Linked DNA regions of Mus musculus: region 1 is linked to region 2. The links are chromatin contacts, called in public Hi-C maps. All regions are on one chromosome and are shown on one strand. Each heading gives the region's core, a stretch centred on a gene start, on an enhancer-like site or on the middle of the called end of the contact. The rest is flanking DNA. Distances are from core to core; before and after follow the strand shown.

Region 1 (3,809 bases), core at 465-2,964, 140 kb after region 2:
CCAGGTGGTTCAGTAAGATGGGTCAGCCAGGAACACGCTCAAAATGAACTCTCTTCAGGCTGTGAGACGCAACTGAATTCTGATTTCTGCAGGGGAATGATTTATTCCGCTTCACAGATAAGCCCCGAGAGAATTGTGTTGGTTTTGTTTCCATACTGATCTCTATCTTCTCTTAAGCTTGACTACCAAGTCTCTGCTCAGAATTCCGTTCTCACATAGCATTCTTATGTTAGCATATCGGGTTCTTATGGCATAATGTCAACTTAGTAATAAAAGGCTACTCAGAAGTGTGTGAGGAAGTGTATGGCTCGCTCACCTGACAAGGGCTGGGCTGTTTCTGCTCTGCCTGAGGTCATTCCTCCTAAATGCTGCATCTCAGACCCGTGTCTTGCTCTTAGCTGCCCTCTAGTGGTCAGAACACAGACCCTGCCCCCAATGACTTCCCTGAAGAAAGACAAAATAATGACCCACATTCATAGATAATCAGTGGGTACTCAGCGCTCACCTGGGTCTACAGCTTATGTCGACATCACGCTAGAAAATCTTGCTTTTTTAGAAAAATGGGTGAAAAGATGAAATGGGTGTTGTTTTGTTACGTTTTTAATTGTAGTGGCCAAGGAGATGACTGAGCAGGTAAAAACAAACAAACAAACAAACAAACTCGATTTACTTCCCTTCCAGGAGACCCAGGTTCAGTTCCAGAATCCAGGTGGTAGCTGACAGCCATCTGTCCTCGGGATCCAGCATATCCATTGATGCCTCTTTCTGACTGATCTTTAAGGCCTCATGCATGCATGCATGCATGTGGTGCACACATGCACATTCATTCATAAGCACACACATGAAATGGATAAACCCTTTGAGCCTAAACACATTAATCTAATAATATGTGATTGGGAAGCAATGCCTTGGGAACTCAGGCGCCATCTTTGACTTAACATCCAACCATATACCTGTTCTGGGTCACTAGTCCCAGCATCCCCTGTTCTCTAAGGGATCTTGGCCCGCCTATTCTACTGTGAAGTACTTGCAGATAGGCCTAGGAGATAAGGGTCACCTGTAAAGATCCGATGTCCTGTCTCCTGTGAGTTCCGTTTTCTGGGTCTGGGACAGGGAATAGAATTAAAGAGATGGATGAACCCTGATCACTGGCTGCCTTCCCCACCCAAGACTACACACAAGATACAGGAGTAAAGGGACTTTATTATGCTAAAGCCAAACGGTAGCTTTTCCCCCACACAGTCAGCTGGGAGATGGCTCTGCCACCTGATGAAAGAGACATCCCCATGTCTGCTCAGGTACTGACCTTCCTGCTGTTCGGCACCTGCTCTGGGGAACCTGAGGCCTTTTGAAGTCCTGTGCTCAGGATCCCGCAGATCCGGGCTGTAGACTGTGCTAATTGCTCTCACCTTAGGGTCGTCTACCTTTTATCCAACGTGTGGAGGAATCAGGGAGTCCTGTCAACATGCACACTGAATGCCAGCTCGTGAAGCTTGTGCCAAGAATCCGAAGCTCCGTGAAGATTAATTACTGGCTGTCTCTGTGGTCTCTCCATCGGTCAGACATCTCTGTTTCTCCGGAAAGCTAATATAGATCTTTCACAAGGGCCAACTTTTCCTCTGGTTGGAGGCCCTGCCAAGAACGTCTTCGACACATAGGGGACACTTCAGTGGGAGAGAGCATGGGGAGCTGCCAGCAATGGAGTGGGGGAGAGGCAGAGGGTGGCACTGTGCCTGAAGAAAACATCACATGACCTCTGGGCCAGGCCATGTGGATCGCTCTCGTGTGGTCCTCCCACTTGGAGACAGACAGAGCCCAGAAGTGTGCTTGTTAATAGACATATGGTTGGTTACAGGGACCTTACCTCACTGGACTTAAATTAATTTTTTATGCTGTATTCTTTAGTTAATTCAACAAAGACTTCAACAAATTGGGAAGTAAACAAAGATAAGTAGAGCAGGATTTGAATCTCTGAAGGCTAACCAGTATTCACCATGACATAGACGATGCATTTAGACTTAGCTAATTGAATGGGCTTGCCTTCCTCTTTCCCTCCCTCCCTCCCTCCCTCCCTCTCTCCCTCCCTCTCTTCCTTCCTTCCTTCTTTCCTTCCTTGATTTTGATTCAGGATTTTGCTATGAGCCATGTTGACCCTGAACTTCCTATGTAGCCCAGGATGGCCTGGGGCATGCAATAATAGTCCTGCTTCAACTTCCCAAATGCTAGGATTAGAGGTCCACCTCTGATTTCGTTTTAAAATGGAACAGGCAGTGTTGTTCTCCTGAGTTGTGTTTAAATGCTTAAGGAAATGGTTGAGAAAACAGCAGTTTCCTAGATTAGCCCACAAAGGTTTCTTCGTCCCTTCCCCTTCCCCTCCCCCTCCCCCTCCCTTCCGTTCCCCCCCCCCCCTTCACCTGCTCAATGCTGCACCACAAAGCAGGTTCATTCATCCACCAGAAACACATCCACATTTTGTGTTTGCCTCTGAACTTCAAGGGTGGTAGCTCAGCTGGCCCAGTCCCACTGGCCTGGTACACATCATTGAAAATAAATTAAGTGATCATATGTCCCTGTGTTCTCTCTGAGCATACACTTTGTCCCAACCATGAGCCACTGTGTTTCGAGGTGAGGATGCAGAGTCACAGAGACCAGAGGACCTGCAGAGTGAGCCAGCGCTTCTGAAAGAGTACAGGGTGCCATGGCCTGATAGCTCTTGCTATCGTGGCTGTGTAGACAGCTCACGTCTGCAGAGATGCTCCTGGTTAGAAGGAGAAATTTGACAGAGGAATGAAAAGATGAATCCCAAACAATATGTTCTTTAGAGAATGTGATGAATAAAGTCATAAAAACCTCGAGTCTGTAAAACAGTACATACATTTAAAGATTCAGTCCTCACTGCATCTATGAAAGGTAAAAACTACTTATTACCATGCAGTGTGTTTAGCATACATTAAACACCTATTATTTGCTGCCACTGTTCTCTACTCTGAGAACAGCGAATAGACCCAGGCTCTGCTGTGTGCACCTCCTAGTAGGCAGGTTAGCTCTCTTTTCTTGCTAGACTCATGAGTTTTCTCATTGCTGTGACCAAGAAAAAGCCCAACTGGGGAAAGGTTTATTTCTGCTCGCAGTGCAGGGTGCACATCCCTTGTGGTATAGAAGGTAAGGTACCAGGGGATGCTGTTCACAGCTCAGTGGGTTGGGAAACTGAGGAAGAGGGCAGCCAGTGCTCAGTTGGCTGTTCCCTGTTTCCCTTTGTATTCAGATTGATACCCTAGCCAAAGGGATGGTGCCGCCCATATTTAAGGCTTTTTCTCATCAGTTAGTACTCAGTGGAAATACCCTCATGGGTGCTATCAAAGATGTGCTTCACCAATGCTTTAGGCGTTTTTTTTTTAAAGTTTATTTTTTAAACCTAAGCACGTTGGCTTTTAAAACTAAGTATCACACTTGGTGTGACCACGGAAGTAGTTTAATGAGCTAGCGTGGCGTCTTGTGTGAAGTCGGTTTTCCACCCTGAGTGATGCCACCAAACAGCGAGCACATCCTTTTGGTTCCTTCTTGGCATCTCTCGGGTTAGCTCAGTTACTTCTGATGGCAACAACGCTGACACAGAGCCGTGTCTGAGTGACTTTATTTGCACTGTGATCAAATCCCTAACAAGAAGCAACTAAAGGGAGACAGGGCTCATTTGGCTCATTGTTTGAGGTCTGGGTCTGTCATGGTGAGAAAGATGTTGCAGGAGGAACATGAGGCAGATGGCCACCTTGTATCTGCACTCTGGAAGCAGAAAGTGGACAGGAAGCAGG
Region 2 (4,417 bases), core at 1,844-4,343:
TAACAAAAGGCCACCCACTGAGGGGCTTAAACAGCAGAATGGTATCCCCTCAAAGTTACGTGGTTAGAATGTTAAGGTCAGGGCTGGAGAGATGGCTCAGCAGTTAAGCAGACTGACTGCTCTTCCAAAAGACCCAAGTTAGATTCCTGGCACCCACATGGCAGCTCACAATTGCCTATAATACCAATCCCAGGGGAATCTAACACCCTCTTCTGGCCTCTATGGGCACCACTCACAACGTGGCACACAGACATACAATCAGGCACCCCACCCCATACACATAAAAAAAAAAAAACAAAAAAAAAACAACAAAAAAACTTGGGAAGAACAACAACATAAAAGAAGTTTAAGGTCAAGGAGTCGTCAGGGTTGGGCTCTGCTGTGGCTTCTGTTCTTGGTTCACAAGGCGCTGCTTGCTACCAGGGTCTTTCTGTGACCTTCTGTGTGATCCCATCCCTGGCGTCTCTCTATATTACTTTCCCATTGCTGTGGCAAAAATGCCTGACATAAGCAATACAAGGAGGGTTTAATTTGGTTGGTGGTTACTGACGACATGGTGGGGACATGCAGGCACAGAGCAGTGTCCCCACCCTTGCAGGTGGGACCTGGGAGCTGACGCCTTTACCTTTCGGCTGATCAAGAAGAAGAAAACCTGGGCTGACCTGAATCAAATCCAACCTTTAAGATGTGGCCTAGTGATCTACATATGCTAACCTGGCTACTTGTCCCAAAGGTTCTACAATGTCCCCAAACTGTGCCACCGGCTGAGAACCAAGTGTTTAAGCACATGAGGCTGAGGGGCATCGGGCATTCAAACCACTGCACTCTGTGCCACTTCTTGTGAGGATTCAGGTTGCGCCATCCCATTTCAGTGGCTTCATTCTTTTTTTTTTTTTTAAAGATTTATTTATTTATTTATTTATTTATTTATGTGAGTACACTGTAGCTGTACAGATGGTTGTGAGCCTTCATGTGGCTGTTGGGAATTAAATTTTTAGAATCTTTGCTCGCTCCGGTCGGTTCTGCTCGCTCAGTCCCTGATTGCTCCAGTCCAAAGATTTATTTATTATTATACATAAGTACACTATAGCTGTACTTCCGATGCACCAGAAGAGGGCATTCTTATTACGGGTGGTTGTGAGCCACCATGTGGTTGCTGGGATTTGAACTCAGGACCTTGGGAAGAGCAGTCAGTGCTCTTACCCACTGAGCTATCTCGCCAGCCCCAGTGGCTTCATTCTTAACCCAATTGCCTACTTAGAGATTCCCCTCTTCGAATATAGTCACATTCTGCGGTCCTTTGGGTTAGGCTCTGTCTTGGGTAGTTTTCTATTGCTGTGATAAAATGCCATAACCAAGCCAACTTATAAAAGAAAGTATTTAACTTGTTGTACAGTTTGAGAGGGTTAGAATCCATGATGATGGAGTGAAGGGATGGCCGAGAGCTCACATCTTGATCCACAACCTCGAGGCAGAGAGAGCTAACTAGGAACTGCTCAGGCTTCTGAAACCTCAAAGCCTGCCCCAGAGCCACATCTCCAAGAAGACACCCCCCCGCCCCTCCAGTGCTTCCCAAACAGTTCTACCAACTGGGGAACAAGACTTCAAGTATGTGAACCTATGGAGCCATTCTAATCCAAATGACCACAACAGGACCAAATCCTGTTCTACTCTCAGGCCCTGGGGATTGGCCATGCTGACTCAGCACTCCCCGAAGGATGAGGTCAGTTCTGGGCTGTGGCTATATAGGAAAACAGCCACACTCCCTCCTCCCCCATCCCCTTCTCTCTCTCTCTCTCTCTCTCTCTCTCTCTCTCTCTCTCTCTCTCTCTCTCTCTCCCTCCCTCCCTCCCTCCCTCCCTTCCTTTCTTTCTCTCCCCCCTTTCTTTATTCCTTCCTTCCTTCCTTCCTTTCCCTCCCTCCCTCCCTCCTTTCTTTCTTTCTTCCTTCCTTCCTCCTTCCTTTCTCTCCCTCCCTCCCCCCTCTCTCTCTTTCTTTCTTTCTTTCTTTCTTCCTTCCTTCCTTCCTTCCTTCCTTCCTTCCTTCCTTCCTTTCTCTCCCTCCCTCCCTCCCTCCCTCCCTCCCTCCCTTTCCCTCCCTCCCTCCCTTCCTCCTTTCTTTCTCCCTTCCTTTCTCTCCCTCCCTCCCTCCCTTCCTTTCCCTCCCTCCCTCCCCCCTCTCTTTCTTTCTTTCTTTCTTTCTTTCTTTCTTTCTTTCTTTCTTTCTTTCTTTCTTTCTTTCTTTCTTCTCCAAACAAACAAACCACATCCACATCACCCTTAAAATCTGTTTTGAAAGTGCTTGTCTGAGACCCTCCAGGGACAGGATACCCAATAAGGCAACTTATTCAGCATCTATACATACTGAAAATTCTAGTCTTTCTTAGGGAGAATTTAAAACTAAATGTGAGTGAAGAAGTTTCTCTCTGGGGGACGGCATGACTCATGAAGAAAAGATGTGAAGACATTACCAGCCAGGAGGGTGATATTTATATAATCCTTTGTAGTTGAAAAAACTCACAGTAAAGAGTACCAGATGACATCCAGCCACTGTGACCCACTTTATACACCTATTTTCTCTTTCCCTGGGTTCGTTTTTGGAGCCTTTGCGTTGTTAAAAATATCCAGAACCTATTTCGACTTCAGGGCTTCCTTTCCAGTAGGTGACTGCTTCGTTGACTTCTTTCCTTTCTACCAAACGGAGCCCCTGTGCTTGGCACACAGCACGGCCCACAGGCATACAGGATATTACGTGTTGTAGGGCTTACGTTTAGTATCTCACGTTACCTGGCTACTCTTTCAAGGCAAGGAGGATTATGGTTGACTGGGCCTGGATGGTAGATTGTAGAGTAGCTCAGGGAAGTTAGGTCATAGTTTAGTTATGTTTTACCCAAGAAGAGGTGAAGAATCTAACAGTCAATAGATTTGAAATGAGTTAAAATTTGTATCATGTTTTAAGTGGACTCTGGATCTAGGGTAGTTTGGGTAATCAGGGCATAGACATTTCAGTGCTCCTGGAAGGTTCTGGCTCCTCTGGCATCTGCGCTGCCCTGCTTTCCTCTAGGTGATTTTTTCCCCCACTTATAGAGGCCACCAGCTGTTCTGTTACGAGGCATTGGCTAATCATAGCTGGCCCTGTGTGCACTGTGCCAGGAATCTGAGGAGCCTTGCAGTCCAATTTTAAAATTAAATTCTGCATCCAATTTTGGACTGATAGCCTGTGCCAAATCTGACTTCAGCCAAAGTATATTTATTGAGGTAAAAACATATGAAACCCAGGAATTACCAGGGCTCAAGTACTCTGAAGCCCGGCGTGGAAACAGAGGTGCCCTTAAAGCACACACGTACACACATACACACACACACACACACACACACACACACACACACACACACACACACTTTTATTAAGCCCTTGTTAGGTTTATTACTTCCAGCATTCATCAACTAAATATCTGTTGAGTTTGTTTCTGGCACTGATCTTGATCCTGGGACCAAAGATAGAGAAGACAGTGTTTGAATCGTCTGGGCTGGGAGCTGGGGAAACTTTTCCATGGGCCCGTGTTTGCGACTTTCCTTGTCACTGTGCCCAGATACCCAACAAGAGCAACTGAAGGAATGGCGGATCGTGGTTCAAGGGGTAGGAAGACACGCGGTGGACAGCAGCAGAAACGTGTGGCAGCTGCCTGCTCACACCTCAGTAGCCTGGGAAGCAGCGAGAGTGACTGGGGTTGAAAGCTAGGTGGGGTAAAATATTTTTCCATTACAAAAAGTCATGTCTTAAATAAACAGTTAATCACAGGGGAGTGTATTCAGCACTTAGTAGTAAGGGGAAAATGGCTAGTGGCTACATTCTAATCCCAATTCCACTAAGGCATGTGTGTGCACTAATGCATGTGTGCAAACACACACATATATGTACATATACTTATACCAGAATGCATGAGGGCTTCCTACATACTAAACAGGTGCTCTGATACTAAGCTATAGTTCAAGATCCTAAAGGGAGGGGGAGGGACCCGAGGCTCAGCAGATTTTAATTGTGGTAAGGATATTATAATAAATTAGTTATATGACAGATTGAATGTAGCTTTCGTTCCTTAGAGCAGCTTCAGTCATTTCCCAATAGATCTCGCTATCCTAAAGAGTTTGAGAAAGAAATGAATCTTTCTCCCTCAGCACGGATTTCAGTCATCGTTCGAATGGCAAGCTCATTCTGGAGCAGGGAGGTGCCCTTATGCTCTCTTGCGGAGTCCTGCAGTCTTGGTGATGATGCATTTTTGACTTGCTGGGGAGTAATAGTGAAGGGGAGAACTCACCCTTAATGAAACTGCTCCCCACTGCTCCCCAGATTTTCCCTCTTTGTCCTTTTGGTGTGAAGCTGCAGTTGTCAGGATGGTGGTGAGCCAGGATAAGAC

What was found. A called contact is a pair of places that touch in the nucleus more often than the background predicts.
Region 1: a contact with region 2 is called in a Hi-C map of cerebral cortex, with 6 times the contacts expected there. The contact joins two enhancer-like sites. A contact is called at or near these places in 1 of 39 promoter capture datasets (the C10 cell line), 13 of 15 datasets of contacts at CTCF or cohesin (CD8 T cells, the G1E-ER4 cell line, the NIH/3T3 cell line and 6 more), 317 of 484 Hi-C or Micro-C datasets (2-cell embryo, the 3T3-L1 cell line, 3T3-L1-derived adipocytes and 153 more), 47 of 115 datasets of contacts at active chromatin or transcription factors (CD8 T cells, the HPC-7 cell line, PVALB interneurons and 28 more) and 6 of 9 other capture datasets (adipose tissue, embryonic stem cells, embryonic tail and 3 more).

Annotation. Positions count from the first base shown.
Region 1 is chr13:43,725,532-43,729,340 of GRCm38.p6, forward strand. No RefSeq gene overlaps it. Among named protein-coding and RNA genes, the nearest start is that of Gm20751, 11 kb to the left of the region's middle. Within about 2 kb of position 1,715, at least 3 of the 459 cell types and tissues checked have an H3K27ac peak or open chromatin away from gene starts, as enhancers often do. A contact at or near this core is called in cerebral cortex, where this site is marked.
Region 2 is chr13:43,585,503-43,589,919 of GRCm38.p6, forward strand. No RefSeq gene overlaps it. Among named protein-coding and RNA genes, the nearest start is that of Mcur1, 28 kb to the left of the region's middle. Within about 2 kb of position 3,094, at least 20 of the 459 cell types and tissues checked have an H3K27ac peak or open chromatin away from gene starts, as enhancers often do. A contact at or near this core is called in cerebral cortex, where this site is marked.